Regions from separate parts of the Mus musculus genome. Here all the other regions are linked to region 5. A link is a contact called in public promoter capture Hi-C and targeted proximity ligation data. All regions are on one chromosome and are shown on one strand. The core of a region is the stretch at or near the end of the contact, and the rest is flanking DNA. Distances in the headings are between cores, read along the strand shown. Region 1 holds the start of Mrpl11 (mitochondrial ribosomal protein L11). Region 2 holds the start of Ltbp3 (latent transforming growth factor beta binding protein 3). Region 3 holds the start of Klc2 (kinesin light chain 2). Region 4 holds the start of Cd248 (CD248 antigen, endosialin). Region 5 holds the start of Fosl1 (fos-like antigen 1).

Region 1 (2,779 bases), core at 169-2,668, 490 kb after region 5:
CCTTCTCAGCTTTCCTCCCAAATGAAGAACTTACTTGGATTCCTCTCAAGATACTCACTCCTTCACCACTCGAATGCCCAGGGAACGGGCAGAGCCAATGATGGAACGGACCACAGAAGACAGGGGCACATCTTGCATGGCAAAAGCATCATCCTTAGCTTTGACACAGGCAATCTCATATACGTGCTTCAAACTCACCAGGCCTGCCACCTCTTTCCCTGGGAAGAAGGAGCAAAGAATTCTTCAAGTGCCACTACATTTCTCTGGATACATCAGACTCTCAGGTGCCCACTCTAGTCCTTACCTGTATGCCGGGCCCCCTTCTCGATCCCAGCAGCTGCCTTCAAAAAGTAAGAAACAGTGGGCTGCCCAATCTTGAGCTCAAATGTCCTGTCGGGCTTAACAGACAAAGATACATGAGAATTTCTTGGTTTTCTATCCAGTCCAAGACATTTCTAATGTCCCTTTCCTTCTCCCACCAACTTGCACACCACAAAAGACAGAAAAACAAATCTACAGCACACATCCCTGCCATTTTTATTCCTAGCCCAAATCTCCTCTGGAAGCCCCAGTGAGATGAGAGGTAAGAACCACAATATGGCAGGATCAAGCCAGTTCAGAGAAATTATGGTCTAGGCTTCTGTTTAAATGATAAGTGGAAGGTAGCAACCAAGTTAAGAGTCAGAGAAGCAACCAGAGTGACTAGTTTCAAGGGCCAAGGAAATATATGGGAGAATGGGTCTCTCTACCTTTATAAAAATTTTTGTAGGCAGGGGAATGCCTTCTTTGATGTCCTTTGTCTTCTCGTTGAACTCTTTGCAGAACTGGTTGATAGAGACACCTCGCTATAAGGAACGCATACACAAAGTTAAGTATGGGAGCTGAAGGCTTTCTACCAACCAGGAGCCCCTGTCCTTTCATCTTTGTGTGTGTGGGGGGGGGGGGCGGGGGTATGGGTGTGTGTTGTTATATTTCTTCTACTCTGGTTCTATAGCTTTGGGTGCCAGGCAATTCGTCCACAAGGTACCACTTAATCAGCAACTAGCCAACTTGGGGGTCAGAGGTGCTGAGGTCAAAAGAGGCTCCGTAAGTAATACAAGGACATAAGGCCTGAAGGTGTGAATAGTGGAGACAACGTTTATAAAGGAGACTTCCCCGGCTCCAGCGCACTCTCCCACGTCTCCCAGGCCGGGTTCCGCACACCGCACCTGACCCAAGATGGGACCTAGTGGAGGCCCAGGAATAGCTTGGCCTGCTCGCACGATGGACCGGATCACGCCGCCGGCCTCGGGCTTCTTGAGGGTCCGAGTGGCCCGGCTTAGCTTGGACATGATGTAGGATTTTAATCTTAGCTCGCCTCGGAGAAGCAAAGAACTACGCTCTGGGCGCGGCCATTTTGGGTCAGAGGTGAAGGGCCCTCGTGTTCGGCTAGGGTAAATGAGACCAAAAAAGAGCAGTCTTGTTTCAGGCATACAGCTCTCCAACTAAAGACCAATTACGGAATTTAAGAATTAATTGAACTTTGCGCTCTGAAGGCAGGACGAGAACCTATATGGTTTCAGTACACACAATCCCTCAGCGGTGCGCACAGGCATCACCTTAGACAGCCAAACAGGAGTTCGGGACTTTGAGTCTCCGCACAGCATTGTGGGTATGTAGTTCAGCGCCTTATCCTGCGCCTGCTGTTGGCCGTGTTCTGGGTTGCCATCTGCTGGACACAGTGATATCTTAGCGTTTGATATGGAGCAAGTTATGCAAAATCCCTTGAGTCTTTTGTTTCCTCATGTGGTTTTTCATGGAAGGCAATATGATTATAGACGGGAAATGAAATGGCAGACTGCTGCTCTTGCTGGCTATGAACCTGATTCATAGCTAGACAAAGAGTTAGAGCTAGGATTAGGCTACTGTTTCTGTTACCTATGAAAATCTTTGACACCGCGAATATTATAGGTACCTTTCAGAATTGTTGTGACAGCTCAGTAACACACGTTGAACCAAGAAGGCATTTACCGCTATTTATACAAAGGGAAAAGCTCTTCCCCGCGCTTTTGAAATGCTAAGTTTGTGAATTCTCATCCCAGTCAAACCTGATTTTCCACTAGCTTATTAGGCATACTTTATTGCTTCCCCGTCTTTCATTTTTTCATTGGAAGATGACTTTTTGTGTCTCAGAACTCCGCATCCCGCTCTATTCTGTCCAGGATTCCTGATTATTACTTGCGTTTTAGGGAATGGTATTTGAGCCAGGTGGTGTTTGAAGCCTTTATTATCCCTCCCTAGAGCAATCTTGTGTATCTAGGCACTTTAGGGTAGTAGCAATGGCCTTGGTAGGACTCTTTGACTCACAGACTCTTCCTGACCACACGTGGCTGCAAAGCTCCAATAACTGTAGGTTGAATGCTCCATTATTTTCTCCAACAGTTCAGGATATAAAGTTCTCTGATCCAGTCTCCAGACTGAGACTACTTCGAAGGAACTATCCACTAACTCACTGTTTGCGATCCTTCAGATTCGAGGGGAATTCTCCAGTTTCTTTTTTCTTTTTTTTTTCCTTTTCTTTTCCTTTTTAAAAAATAATTCCTCTCCAGACAACCAGGCAGCCTATTATGTAGCATACCACTTCAAATTCTATCATCTTCCTCTAAACCGCCTCTCACAAACCTCCATTTTTTTCTTTCCTCTACCATTTCCTTGTGTGTGCAATGTACGTTTTTGCGTGTGTGTGGGTGAATGTGTGTGTGGATTTGCACATGTGTACACACACGAGAAGGGCCGAGGC
Region 2 (2,700 bases), core at 162-2,661, 290 kb before region 5:
GCAGCCCCAATGCCCCGGCCTGGCGCATCGCAGGGGCCAGGCCGTGGGCAGCCCCTCGGGGCCCGGGCATCCGGGGCCGCACGACCCTCGGAGATTGGAGGTCGAGCCCGAGCAGGGGATCGAGTGTTGGTAGCAGAGGGCAGAGCGGGGCGAGAAGCCAAGGGTAGGGAGGGGACAGCAGGAGCGGCCGGGATCCCCGTTGCGAGGGAGAGCGATGGAAGCTGCACTGAGGGTAGAGCGAAGAAACTTCCCTGGCCGGGAGAAACCCAGCCAGGCCCCGAACTGAGGCCGCAGCGAGGAGGCCGGAGCAAGTGGAGGCGGAGAGGAGGAGCGAGGGGAGAGGAAGGCCGGGCGGCCAGCCCGCTCCGCGCCTCCCCCTGGCCGGGCTCCTCTCCCGCGGCCGCCGGGAAGCAGGGAGCGCGCGGGGAGGACGCAGGGAGAAGTGAGCAGTTGTTTTCCCTGGCTGGAGCGCGCCGGCGGCGAGGGGGGCTGGGACGCTGGCCCGGGGCCAGGGAGACAATTTTTTTTTCTCCTCTCTCTTTTTCCTTCTGGTTCAAGCGTCTTTCGCTGCTGCCCGGAGAAGCGACGATGTGCGGCAGGGAGGGCGCCGGTTGGAGTGGGGGCAGCCCCCTAGGTGCCCGCCCCGCGCAGGAACCGACCTGGGTTCTTTCCAGAAGAATCCTCACCTGGGGACTCCGCCAGATTCCTCCGGGCGGGGTGCAGAGGCCTGTGCACACCTCCCCCGCCCAACTACTTTTCCACCTGGTCAAAATGGGGAAACCGAGGCAGATGGTCCTTGCTTGGAGGATCAGAGGTCTGTTAACTTTTGCCCATTGGCCTTTGTACATGTAGGGGTTCTCGAAGCCCTGAAGTCATGGGTCCTTATTCCTGGTCCTGTCTTCTCTCGAAGGAAAGGATTTAAGCAGGAGAGAGCACCTTCTGGCCAGGGTTTACTGGCCGGGGAGAACCCTGTGGCCTCAAGAAGAAGAGCAGAAAGAACAAAGCTAGAAACCTGGCTTCCCTGCCAATGTTCCCCCCCCCCCCCCCGCTCCTTAGAGGGCTTCCTGGTGCCCACCCTGCCACCTCCCCCCTTCCCCTCGTCTGGCCTGGCTGGCGGCGCTGGCTCTGGGCCTCAGACACTCTGGAATCGCCAAGGTCTGAGCTCAGGGCCTGGCCCCCTTCCCAGGCTAACAGCCGGAGAAGGGAGTGCTACTTGAGTGCTCAGGGGGCTGGGGAGAAGCCCAGCAGGGCCCTGGGGCAGGGGTTGACAGGGGGGTGGGGAAGGGTCTTGAATTTGCTCAAGGCTGTAGAAGAGCTAGACTTACTCACTGGTCTGAAAGGGGAGGCTGTGGTGTCCCGGATCTGGACAATACTGTGAGAACGTGCTAGGAAGCCCCAGGATCCAGTGTCTGACTCAAAAGAACTTAGTAGGGCTAAGGGTGACCAGGGTCAGAACCATGCCAAGTCTGGTTCATGCCAGGCCCTCTCCAGGGGAATCAGGGGGTGGTAATCTGATGGGAAGAGGGGGTTGGGCTCGGCTTTAGGCACACCTTTCCAAAGAGCTAATGGTGGTTTTTTTTGTTTTTTGGTTTTTTTTTTTTTTTTACTTTAAGGCTGAGTTTATTTGGGTAGCTTCGGAGGGACTGAGGGAGGCCATTTGATGAGTTCTGCTTGAATTGCTCAGTAGCTCAGGCGCTGCTCAGTACAGCCTACTGCTGCAATGCTGGCAGGGGGTGACCTCTGTGTCCCAAGAGGATTCCTTGCTGCTAGAATCTAGGAGGACTTGGGAGGGGGGACCCCTCCCCCTGCTCTAGTAACACTGTTGCAACAGTAACACTGAATACTTTCCACCTGGCAGGAGTGGTGCTGAGCGCTCTTACATTCATTTTTTCCTTTGAACTGGTGTAAACCTGACCCTCCCCTGTGCAGAGTAGGCAGAGGCTCACCTTGGAACAAGGCGCTGTCAAACAGTCCAGGCTTGGAATCTCGTGCTCTCCAAGCCTTGGAATTCTTGCCCATGGAATGAGATCTAGTCACCCAACTGTGAAACAAAAGGAGTGGTGGGCTGTGGGGGTCTGGGACAGCTTCCTTCAAACACGCTTTTCCATAGTGAAGGGAAGTAATGAGGGGAGCCTTGGGGCATGCTGGGAAGCCGAGAAAGGTGAAAAGGACTGCAATGAGTCTTGCAGAGTCAAGAGTGAGAAAACAAACAAACAAACAAACTTCCAAACCAAAAAAAAAAAAAAAACCGCTGTCCTTTCCAAGTCAGAGGAAAAGCCAGGCGAGCAACACGGTGGGAAGGGCAGAGGGCAGTGCAGCTGTGGTCTGAGTGGGTATGTAAGTCACTGTGAGGAATTTGGATCAGCGGGCACTGTATCAGGGCCGATGAGGATCTGCCCACCGCACACCTCTTGGAAGGATGTGGCTGTTTGATTTGGGACTGTGGAAAGTCGCGCCATTGTGAAGTAAATGATACAGAGAAGCAGGTGATGTGGTCTCAGGGTTTGGCTTCATCCCCTGGCAGGTGAGAGAAAAAGACAGGAGAGGGACACTATGGAGGTCCCTTTCAAGTCTTCTGAGCAGAGACACCTGAGCCCATGACAGACTGGAACATAGGCTCATTCCTGAGCACACAGGGAATGTTACTCTGTGGGAAAGGTGACTCAGTAGTTCACGAGAAGGGCCCACAGAAACAGGCAA
Region 3 (2,700 bases), core at 41-2,540, 330 kb after region 5:
GCTCTTCACCACCGAGGCATCCTTTCAGCCATCCCCTCCCCTCCGCACGCTTTGTAAGGTAGCCGTCTACTGATTGCTACCACATTCTCTATCTACCCCAGGCCCCAGCCAACAGGTGATGACCTACATTCCAGAAGGCAAAACAAGAAAAATGTTAGAAAGGCCGATGTTGTGTCAGCACCAAGTGGGTGTGGAGTAGAGATGGGAAGAGTACTGTAGAATCTAGTGGGATAGGGACCAAAGAGGCCGTCCTAGTTAGAGTTAATATTGCTGTGTGGAAACACAGTGACCAAAAGGGTTTATTTGGTGCACTCTTCATCCAGTGAAGGAAGTCAGGACAGGCACCCAGAGAGAACAGAACCCAGAGAAAGGAGCTGATGCAGAGCCCATGAAGGAGTGCTGCTTCTGGGCTTGCCCTCTGAACTTGCTCAGAACTGCCTTCTGGCCTCACCTACCCTGGCCTGGGCCCTCCCACAACAATCAGTAAGAAAACAGGTTTTCCTGCAGCCCGATCCTATGGCAGCATCTTCTCAGCCGAGATTCCCATCTGTTCAATGACCCTAGTTTGTGTCAAGTTGACATAAAACTATCTAGCACAGAGGTCTTTCCTTCCGAGTTGGTGACACCCAATCTGAGGCCCCCCAATGACACCACCACAATCCAAAGGCACTCGTCTGACCTCCTTATCTGGTCAGCAGTATCCACCCAGATATTCCCCTCAGGGGCGTGGATCTTCTCCCTTCTCCACCGACCTCCACACGCTCCTTCCCACCCAATTCTCCTTTTTAACCAGAAGCCTCCTTCTGTTCCCTCACAAAGCAAACCTAGATGCTGAGAATTCCCTACAGGCACAGTCACCTCCGAAGCCGGTAAGAGGTGCGTCTCTAGAGCGCGGAGGGGGCTGGGGGGTCAGATGTGTGAGAGGTGGGTAATGGCAACACCCACCTCACCAGCCCTTTGTGAGCATTAAGTCAATGCACTAAGACATCGACAAAAACACTTGACAGTCAATCAATGTGGACCGACTCGCTCTGGAATCTGAGGAGGTCGGCCTTCTTGCTCCTCAGTCACTCTGGTCCGGGGTCGGAGCTCCGCAGAGCGCACAGACCTGGAAGCTCTGGTCCGAGGGGGCGAGTCCAGCCACGCCCCTCTGCGTCCCGTCTGGGCTGGCCCCACCCCGAAGCCGGCCAGGCCTGCGGGGCCCCTTTAAGGCAGCGAGCTGGCCGGCTGGAGCGTGTTTCGCCCCCTCCGACGCCGCCGAGGTAGCGGCTTCACCTTTAAGGCGGCGCGGGGACTGCTGGGAAGGCCGGCGGGATGGAGGCAGCGAGACGAGCTCACGGTCGAGGATCCGGGTGAAGCGGGACAGGAGCAGGAGCCGGAGCCGGGCCAAAGCAGAAGGTGCAGGTCGGCGCCGGCCGGTTGGGCCGGGAGACCCAGTCAAGCCGGACAGTGAGGAGCGGTTGCAGGTCGGCCTAGAGGAGGAGTCGTCGTGGTCGTGGGCGCGGCCTGTGGGAGGACCCGACCGGCCCGCGGGGAGGGGGCGCGGTCCCGGGCTGGGGCTGGGAATCCGGCCTTTTCTAGGGAGGGTCTGCGGGCCTCAGGCCAGCCTGCGGGAGGGGTCGTTGTGGGCGCGGCCTGAAGAGACCTGTCCCGAAACTAAAGACCGCAGTCTCCCCGGAGCGGCGGGGGCGGGGACGGGGTGGCGGGGCTCGGTCGGCCCTGGGGGAGGGGCTCGTGGTTCCGCTTGCCCTGGGAAAGGGGCTGTCGCCAGGGCTGAGACCCAGTTGCCCGGAGAGCCTGTGGCGTCTGACTTGGGAACGCCTTGCAATGCCCTAGTGCTCTGTGTACCGATTAGGACAGTTCCGAATAACTCTCGAAGATGGGCTTTAGATCAACTGGCCTGAGCCGGTGGTCTGGGGCGGAATCGGGGTCCAGCCTCACTTCAGTCACACCGCATTGCGTCTCCCTAGGCTAGACGAGCCTGGCGCGCCCCCTGTAGGCCGCGTGCTGGCACGGCGAGGACTGCGGGCTGAGGGATCTGGACATCCATAGGGACCTAGGCGTCCGGGGACCTCCCGGTGTTTACCTAACTTGGGGTGGACGGCGGTGTGGCCCTAGGCCTGGCGTCCGCCTGCCCCACCCCTTGCCTCCACAGACGGCACGACCATGGCCACGATGGTGCTTCCTCGAGAGGAGAAGCTGAGTCAGGACGAGATAGTGCTGGGCACCAAGGCGGTGATCCAGGGTTTAGAGACCCTGAGAGGGGAGCATCGTGCCCTGCTAGCTCCCCTAGCTTCTCATGAAGCAGGCGAGGCCGAGCCGGGCTCACAGGAGCGCTGCCTCCTCCTGCGCCGCTCCCTGGAGGCCATCGAGCTGGGGCTTGGGGAGGCTCAGGTAGGTCAGTGTTGGGGCTGTGGTGGAAGATTACCCGAAGGGCCCTGGTGATGTAGGAACACCCTCAGCAAGGAAACACAAGTCTTTCAGAGCGTCACGTTAGGACAATAAGCAACGTTCAATGAATACACTTTGGAAATGCCAGCCCTGCGCCCTGCCCCAACGGGCACCCTTACCTCACACTGAGCTATGCCATTCAGGCCTCATTCTACCTAACAGACTGGGATGACAGAAGAAAGCAGAAATACTTTAGTAACCTCCCCTCACAATACAATTATGCATGAATTCATTAAGTTGTATAGCTTC
Region 4 (2,700 bases), core at 94-2,593, 380 kb after region 5:
GGGGGTGGCCAGGTAGGCTCCAGGTGCAATCTCTGAGGCTCTCCATCCTGTGGGAAGTTGGGCCTATAGGGCAGGCCAAAGTCAGGTGGATGTGTAGGTGCCAGCCATAGGATCCCCTGTTCCTCTGTCCAGGTGCCATCAAAGTCCTCCCAGGGCTCCTCTTCATCCTCCCCTTCTTCTCCATCATCCAGCAACTCATCTCTGAGATCCTGGGAAGCCTGGGCACCCATGGCTCCTGCAGGGCTACAGCTGATACCATCTGCCTCAAGCTCGTGACCCTCGCTGCAGTAACACTCAAAGCCACCAACATAGTTGACACACATCTGCTGGCACACACCAGCAATCTGGCACTCATCCGTGTCCACGCAGCGGTGTGGATCATCCTCAGCTGGCCGGAAGCCAAGGCGACAGTGGCAGCTATAGCCTTGTGGCCCTCCAGGTTCACACTGCTGCTCACAGGGGGCCTGGGCACAGGGGTCTTCACAACTGTGCCCATCTGCTGCTAGACGGAAGCCTTCACTGCAGCGGCAGGACACAGCACCGTCCACCTCTTCCACACACTCATGTTCGCAACCCCCATTGTCAGGACCACAGCCAGTCCCTGGGCACAGCGGGCCAGTCTGGGACCAGCCCACGCCACCTGAAGGCTGTTTCACGCACAGCAGAGAAGCTCCCCTGCCAGCTTGGCACTGCACAGCTGCCACGGAGCCAAAGGGCAGCCATTCGAACTCGCTGGAAACCAGGTTGAAGGGTGTGGTGTAGACAGCGGGACCGGCCTGACCCACCTCAAGCGGCAAGGCAGGGCAGGCACCCTCAAAACCAAACTGGCAGAGGTAGCCATCGACAGCCAGTGTGCACGAGCCTTCGAGCCAGCGATGCTCTCCGCTGGCCTCAAGGGCTGCACAGCGCTGGGCTGGGCAGGGTCCTTCCGTAGCCGGCTGGGCCCAGTTGGTGAAGGCGGTGTCCTGGTCTCCCGTGGTCCATATGAAGCCCCGCAGTGGGCGCTGCGGCTGGCATTGCCTAGCCTGCCGCTGCAACCCAATCCATAGCAGCCCGTTGGCCGGCCCGACCCCCACCAGGCTGTCCACACGCTGGGCCTCCTCTGGGGTCCGCGGTGTGGCCAGGTTGCCCCCCAATTCGCGGCACGCCCGCCAAGCTTCCAGGAATGTGCGGCGCCGGGGAAAGAGCGCGTAGCAGCTGCTGGGGCCGCACGCGGCTCGAGGCTCCGGCGTCCAGGGGACCTGGCCCAGTGCGGGCACCGCGGCCACCCAGGCCAGCAGCAGGCGCAGCAGCATCGCGACGCCCCCCGACTGGCCCGGCTCGGGCCTGCCGCTGCTCTTGACAGGGGGAGGGATCAAGGCCTCTGGCGGGAGGGCCGGGGGCGGGCCCGGCGGACTCACGCCTTGTAAGGAGTGGGCTGGGGCCGCTGCCAGCTCCCCTGCTAGCTCCCCGGGGGCTGCTGGAGCAGGAAGCAGTGGGGTGGGGGGGGTTCTGGGGTGAGAGGCGAAGGGCAGAGGAGGGGGGAGGTACAACTAACGGGCTACCTCAGGCGTTACAGAGCTGAGAGTCAGGGAAAAGGGAACCTGTCTGTCTGAGAAGCATCCCCAGTCAACCCTCTGAAACTTCAGCGTTGTTTGCAGCTAAGGCAGCTGGGGTGAAGCTGTCTTCCAGAGAGACTCCCGAAAGCCGGGATCTGGATTCACCAGTATCAGTATACTGGCTGCATTCTGAGCTCAACGACTTGATCGGGCCAGCCCTTTCTCATCACACATATGTGAACGACTCCTTCCAAGCCTGGCAAGAGCATCTTCTCTGACACCCTATCTAAGGCCGCCAAACCCCAGCCTCACACACGCAGCTCTCCTGACATGCTGTGTATGCCCTTAGGTGGATAAGCTAGGATGATGTGGCCTGCTAAACGGTCTCAACGATGAGGCCCCACCCATTCCTGCCTGGGCCCTGCGTGAGAATCAACTTGATAACCTCCTTGAGAACCACCTCAACCAGACACGTATTTGATGAGCCCTTCGCTCAGCCTACCTCACTCCCAAGTTTTTTTGGCTCCAGCAGGACCAGCATTAGGGGTTAGGGAGGGGGGAGGAGGCCAAGGCCTGCTCTCTCCTTACCCTGGCTCAGTCAGGGGCCCTGGGAACCTGGGCTTAGAGCGGGAGGAGGCTGCCCCCTAACAGGAAATGCCTCTCCAGGCTTCTGCTGCAGGAAGGCAGGGTGCATGACTCTGGGCTCTGTGGAGACTGAGCTCTGCTCAGGGTGAGCACGGCTGCTATGAGGGGACCTGTGCAAGACCATGTATGGGCATGGGGACACAACAGGATAGTAAGTGTGACACAGGCATCACATTGTCCTCCTTACTCCCAGGGTCCTCTTCCAGCCCTTCCTGGAGGCCTCTGGAGGTTTGCACACTGGGCCAGGCACCCAGGGTGGCCCTGGGATTCTGTGTGAAGGATTAACCCCTGCATTCTCTTTTTACCTTTATTTATTTATTTATTTATTTTTAAGAGATGGAGTTTGCTCTGTTGCCAAGGCTATTCCAAACTCCTGGATTCTAAGTAGCAGGTACTACAGTCACCCAACACCAGGTAATCCTTTTATACCCTTGGGGTTTTTTGTTTGTTTGTTTGTTTGTTTTGGTTTTCTGAGACAGGGTTTCTCTGTGTAGCCCTGGCTGTCCTGGAACTCACT
Region 5 (2,700 bases), core at 127-2,626:
CTGTGAGCTAAGGATGTGGGGCCCCTCCAGTCCAGGAAGCACCTCACATGCTTAGGCAAGTCTGGACAGCTATGTCCCCAGCCCAATACTGGGGGACCCAGCATCTCAGTGACCCCCGTTCTGGGCTAGAAGCACTGCCAGGGGCATCTCTCGCTCCCAGGTCGTCGGTCCTTAGGGGCCGTTTGGGGCCAGGAAGGGAGGGGCACCCAGGGTGACTCAGCCTCAGTGACTCGGCCCGCTGTGACTCGGCGAAACGGACGCAGCTCCTTCCCTCCCCTGGCGACACGTGCTCGCGGCCCCTCGACAGGAAATGGACACCTGCAACCTCTCAAGTGCCCCTATCCAGCAGTGAGAGACGTCGGGTGCCGAGAATGTGGAGCGCGAGTGTGGCCGGGCAGGTGACCCCGCGCACATCCCAACACTTCGTGGTCTCCAGGAACCCCTCGGAACCACTGCCTGGGGCCCATGGGCTCTATACTGCGCACAAAGAGATGAGGACTTGACCGGATAAAGGGACACGGACAACCAGAGCAACACACGGACAGCCTCGGACAGGCTGCTAAGAATTCTCTGTCCCGGCTGAGTTCTGATGGACCCCGTCTCTATGTGCCCAGACCCCAGGTCCCAGTTATTAACTGGAGATGGAGAACACCTCTGATCCTGTCCAGGCAGGGATGGGGCAGGTATTTAGAGGGACAGCGTATTAGGGGCAGATAGGAGGAAATGTAAGACCGTAACGGAGACGGAGGGGCAGAAAGACAGTCAGCTAGGGAGATACGGGCGAGCGAGAAGGGGAATTCGCAGATATTCGCGCTTCCCGCTGCGCTCGTCCCCTTGGCCACCGGGTACATAGGTTCCCCGACCACACAGAACGTGCAGGATCCTCGGTCGCGACCACCAGAGTCAGATGCTGCTCGGGGCCCCAGTCCAAATCCCGGAGCAAACTAGACTAATCCCAGCATCCCTGATGCTGTCCAAACTCAGGTCCCCCCCCCCCCGACGATTCGGCCAGTCTCACCTGCTGCTGGGCGGTCTGTGCCTGAGCTTGCGGGGGCTGCGCGGGGCGACCGTACGGGCTGCCAGCCCCGGAGCTCGGTCCCGGTTCCCCGTAGTCTCGGTACATGCCCTGGGCTGGATGTTCGGTAGGGTCCGCGTTGGCGGCTGCGGTTCTGACTCACTCGCGCCTCTCGGAGTCTGGTCTTTTTTATGAATGAAAAGTTCTTGGGCTGAACCACTTGCACCACGGGGGGTGGGGGCGTGTCTCAGCGGCGCCTTTCACCTCGCAGGGGACCCACCTCTCCAGATGAACCTCTGTGGACCGGTCCGCTCGGAACTTCACGACCCTCTGCTCGGGTGGCAAGCCGCCTCTACAGACAGAAAGCGACCGACTTGGCGTCCCCTAGCATCCGCGGCGGCCACGCCCCCCTCTGACGCAGCTGCCCATACATGGTGCAATTTCCTTGCCGCGCCCAGGTGCACCGAGGATTCCCCCTGACGCACCTTGCCGAAGTTGGGGCTTGCAACTGCGCCCCGCCCCGTTCAGACTAGCCAAGGTTCCCAACACAGGGCGAAACAAAATCCTGTGGCCGCCTGGCCTCGCGCCAAGACTTAGAAAGAAGAACGGGGAGAGTGTCTGAAAGCTGGGAAGTGAATTATAAATATGGGTTATTATTATCATCATCATTATTTACCTGGAGAGAATCATTCCAACTGTCACCCAAGTCTGCAGTCCTGACTTAAGACCGCTCCTCTCAAGTGGGGTGAGAAGTTTCTTTAGTTGAGTTTGCTTTGCTTGTGGTTTGTGGAGGGAGGTTGGTTGAGACAGGGTCTCAGGTATCTAGTTGAGGCTGCCCTTGAACTCCTGATCCTTCCGTCACCTCTCAAGTGTTGGACTGTGCCACCATCACACCTGGCTTTTGTAGATAGGGTCTCTTGTTGTGCAGGTTGGCCTTGAACTCCTTATGTAGCTTAGAATAACCTGCTTTCACTTCTCAAGTGGAGGGCAGACATTACAAATGTGCCCCTCCACACCCAGTTTCAACTGTTGTCAAGGTTTTTGATAGACTGAAAGGTTATTGACAAACCAGGGTTATGAAATGTTGTTATATTTGAATACTACGTGAAGTGGCATTTAGTGTACCCACAGATAGAAGGCGCTACATGTTTGAGACCGTCTCTGGAGCTATCACAAGCTTTAATCCAGGCCTCTACAGGCAGAGAGCGCCTACAGAAGGACATAGGTGTCCTGAGACACAGTCAGTAAGGCTTCTTGACTGAAGGTCTGACTGGAGGCACTCCTCCAGTACTATGTGTGTCACCAGCCCACTTTGGAAGTATGTGAAAGGCCTTGATACGGGTGAGGTCCTGACCAGGTGTGCTGAGGAGGTAAATGCCATCATAACCCCCACTTCTCAGATGGGAAAAACTGAGGCTGACAGGTATTGAAATGAGTTGCTCAAGGCCACTGAGTAAGTGGCTGAGTCTGGTGACCAAGTCAGGCCATGAGCTTCAAGCCTTTACATTGTACGTACACGAAGAATGGCAGACTGGGAGAGCATGGGTCCCAAAACTCTTTCTCTGATTTCTTCCATCTCAATGGAGACTGAAGAAACTTGTCCTCAGGGAAGCAGAGGCCTGGGCTGTCTTCATTGGGAACAAAGGCTGGGGTTCTGCTGTTTGGACTCAGGCCTGGAGGCCAGT

Evidence for each region. Promoter capture Hi-C pulls out the DNA fragments that hold promoters and counts their contacts.
Region 1: a contact with region 5 is called in a targeted proximity ligation map of pancreatic cancer cells. A contact is called at or near these places in 2 of 39 promoter capture datasets (both in liver) and 1 of 130 datasets of targeted methods (pancreatic cancer cells).
Region 2: a targeted proximity ligation map of pancreatic cancer cells shows a contact between it and region 5. A contact is called at or near these places in 6 of 39 promoter capture datasets (cranial neural crest, embryonic stem cells, hematopoietic stem and progenitor cells and 3 more), 6 of 130 datasets of targeted methods (bone marrow-derived macrophages, embryonic stem cells and pancreatic cancer cells) and 4 of 9 other capture datasets (embryonic stem cells, liver, macrophages and 1 more).
Region 3: a promoter capture Hi-C map of liver shows a contact between it and region 5, with 2.5 times the contacts expected there. A contact is called at or near these places in 2 of 39 promoter capture datasets (hematopoietic stem and progenitor cells and liver), 2 of 484 Hi-C or Micro-C datasets (both in embryonic stem cells), 2 of 130 datasets of targeted methods (bone marrow-derived macrophages and pancreatic cancer cells) and 1 of 9 other capture datasets (adipose tissue).
Region 4: a targeted proximity ligation map of pancreatic cancer cells shows a contact between it and region 5. A contact is called at or near these places in 2 of 39 promoter capture datasets (the 3T3-L1 cell line and embryonic stem cells), 1 of 484 Hi-C or Micro-C datasets (embryonic stem cells), 2 of 130 datasets of targeted methods (extraembryonic endoderm stem cells and pancreatic cancer cells) and 1 of 9 other capture datasets (adipose tissue).

The regions. Positions count from the first base shown.
Region 1 is chr19:4,960,945-4,963,723 of GRCm38.p6, reverse strand. It overlaps Mrpl11 (mitochondrial ribosomal protein L11), which reads right to left and starts at 1,418. Exons shown (of 5, transcript NM_025553.4): 1 at 1,209-1,418; 2 at 750-845; 3 at 305-398; 4 at 59-218. The coding sequence starts at 1,331.
Region 2 is chr19:5,739,611-5,742,310 of GRCm38.p6, reverse strand. Ltbp3 (latent transforming growth factor beta binding protein 3) reads right to left here and starts at 1,411. Exons shown (of 28, transcript NM_008520.3): 1 at 1,326-1,411; 2 at 1-976. The coding sequence starts at 70.
Region 3 is chr19:5,116,888-5,119,587 of GRCm38.p6, reverse strand. It overlaps Klc2 (kinesin light chain 2), which reads left to right and starts at 1,290. Exons shown (of 16, transcript NM_008451.3): 1 at 1,290-1,466; 2 at 2,156-2,394. The coding sequence starts at 2,167. LOC115489018 (a long non-coding RNA gene) reads right to left here. Exons shown (of 2, transcript XR_003952889.1): 2 at 256-2,700.
Region 4 is chr19:5,066,721-5,069,420 of GRCm38.p6, reverse strand. It overlaps Cd248 (CD248 antigen, endosialin), which reads right to left and starts at 1,343. Exons shown (of 1, transcript NM_054042.2): 1 at 1-1,343. The coding sequence starts at 1,295.
Region 5 is chr19:5,446,374-5,449,073 of GRCm38.p6, reverse strand. It overlaps Fosl1 (fos-like antigen 1), which reads right to left and starts at 1,376. Exons shown (of 4, transcript NM_010235.2): 1 at 1,019-1,376. The coding sequence starts at 1,123.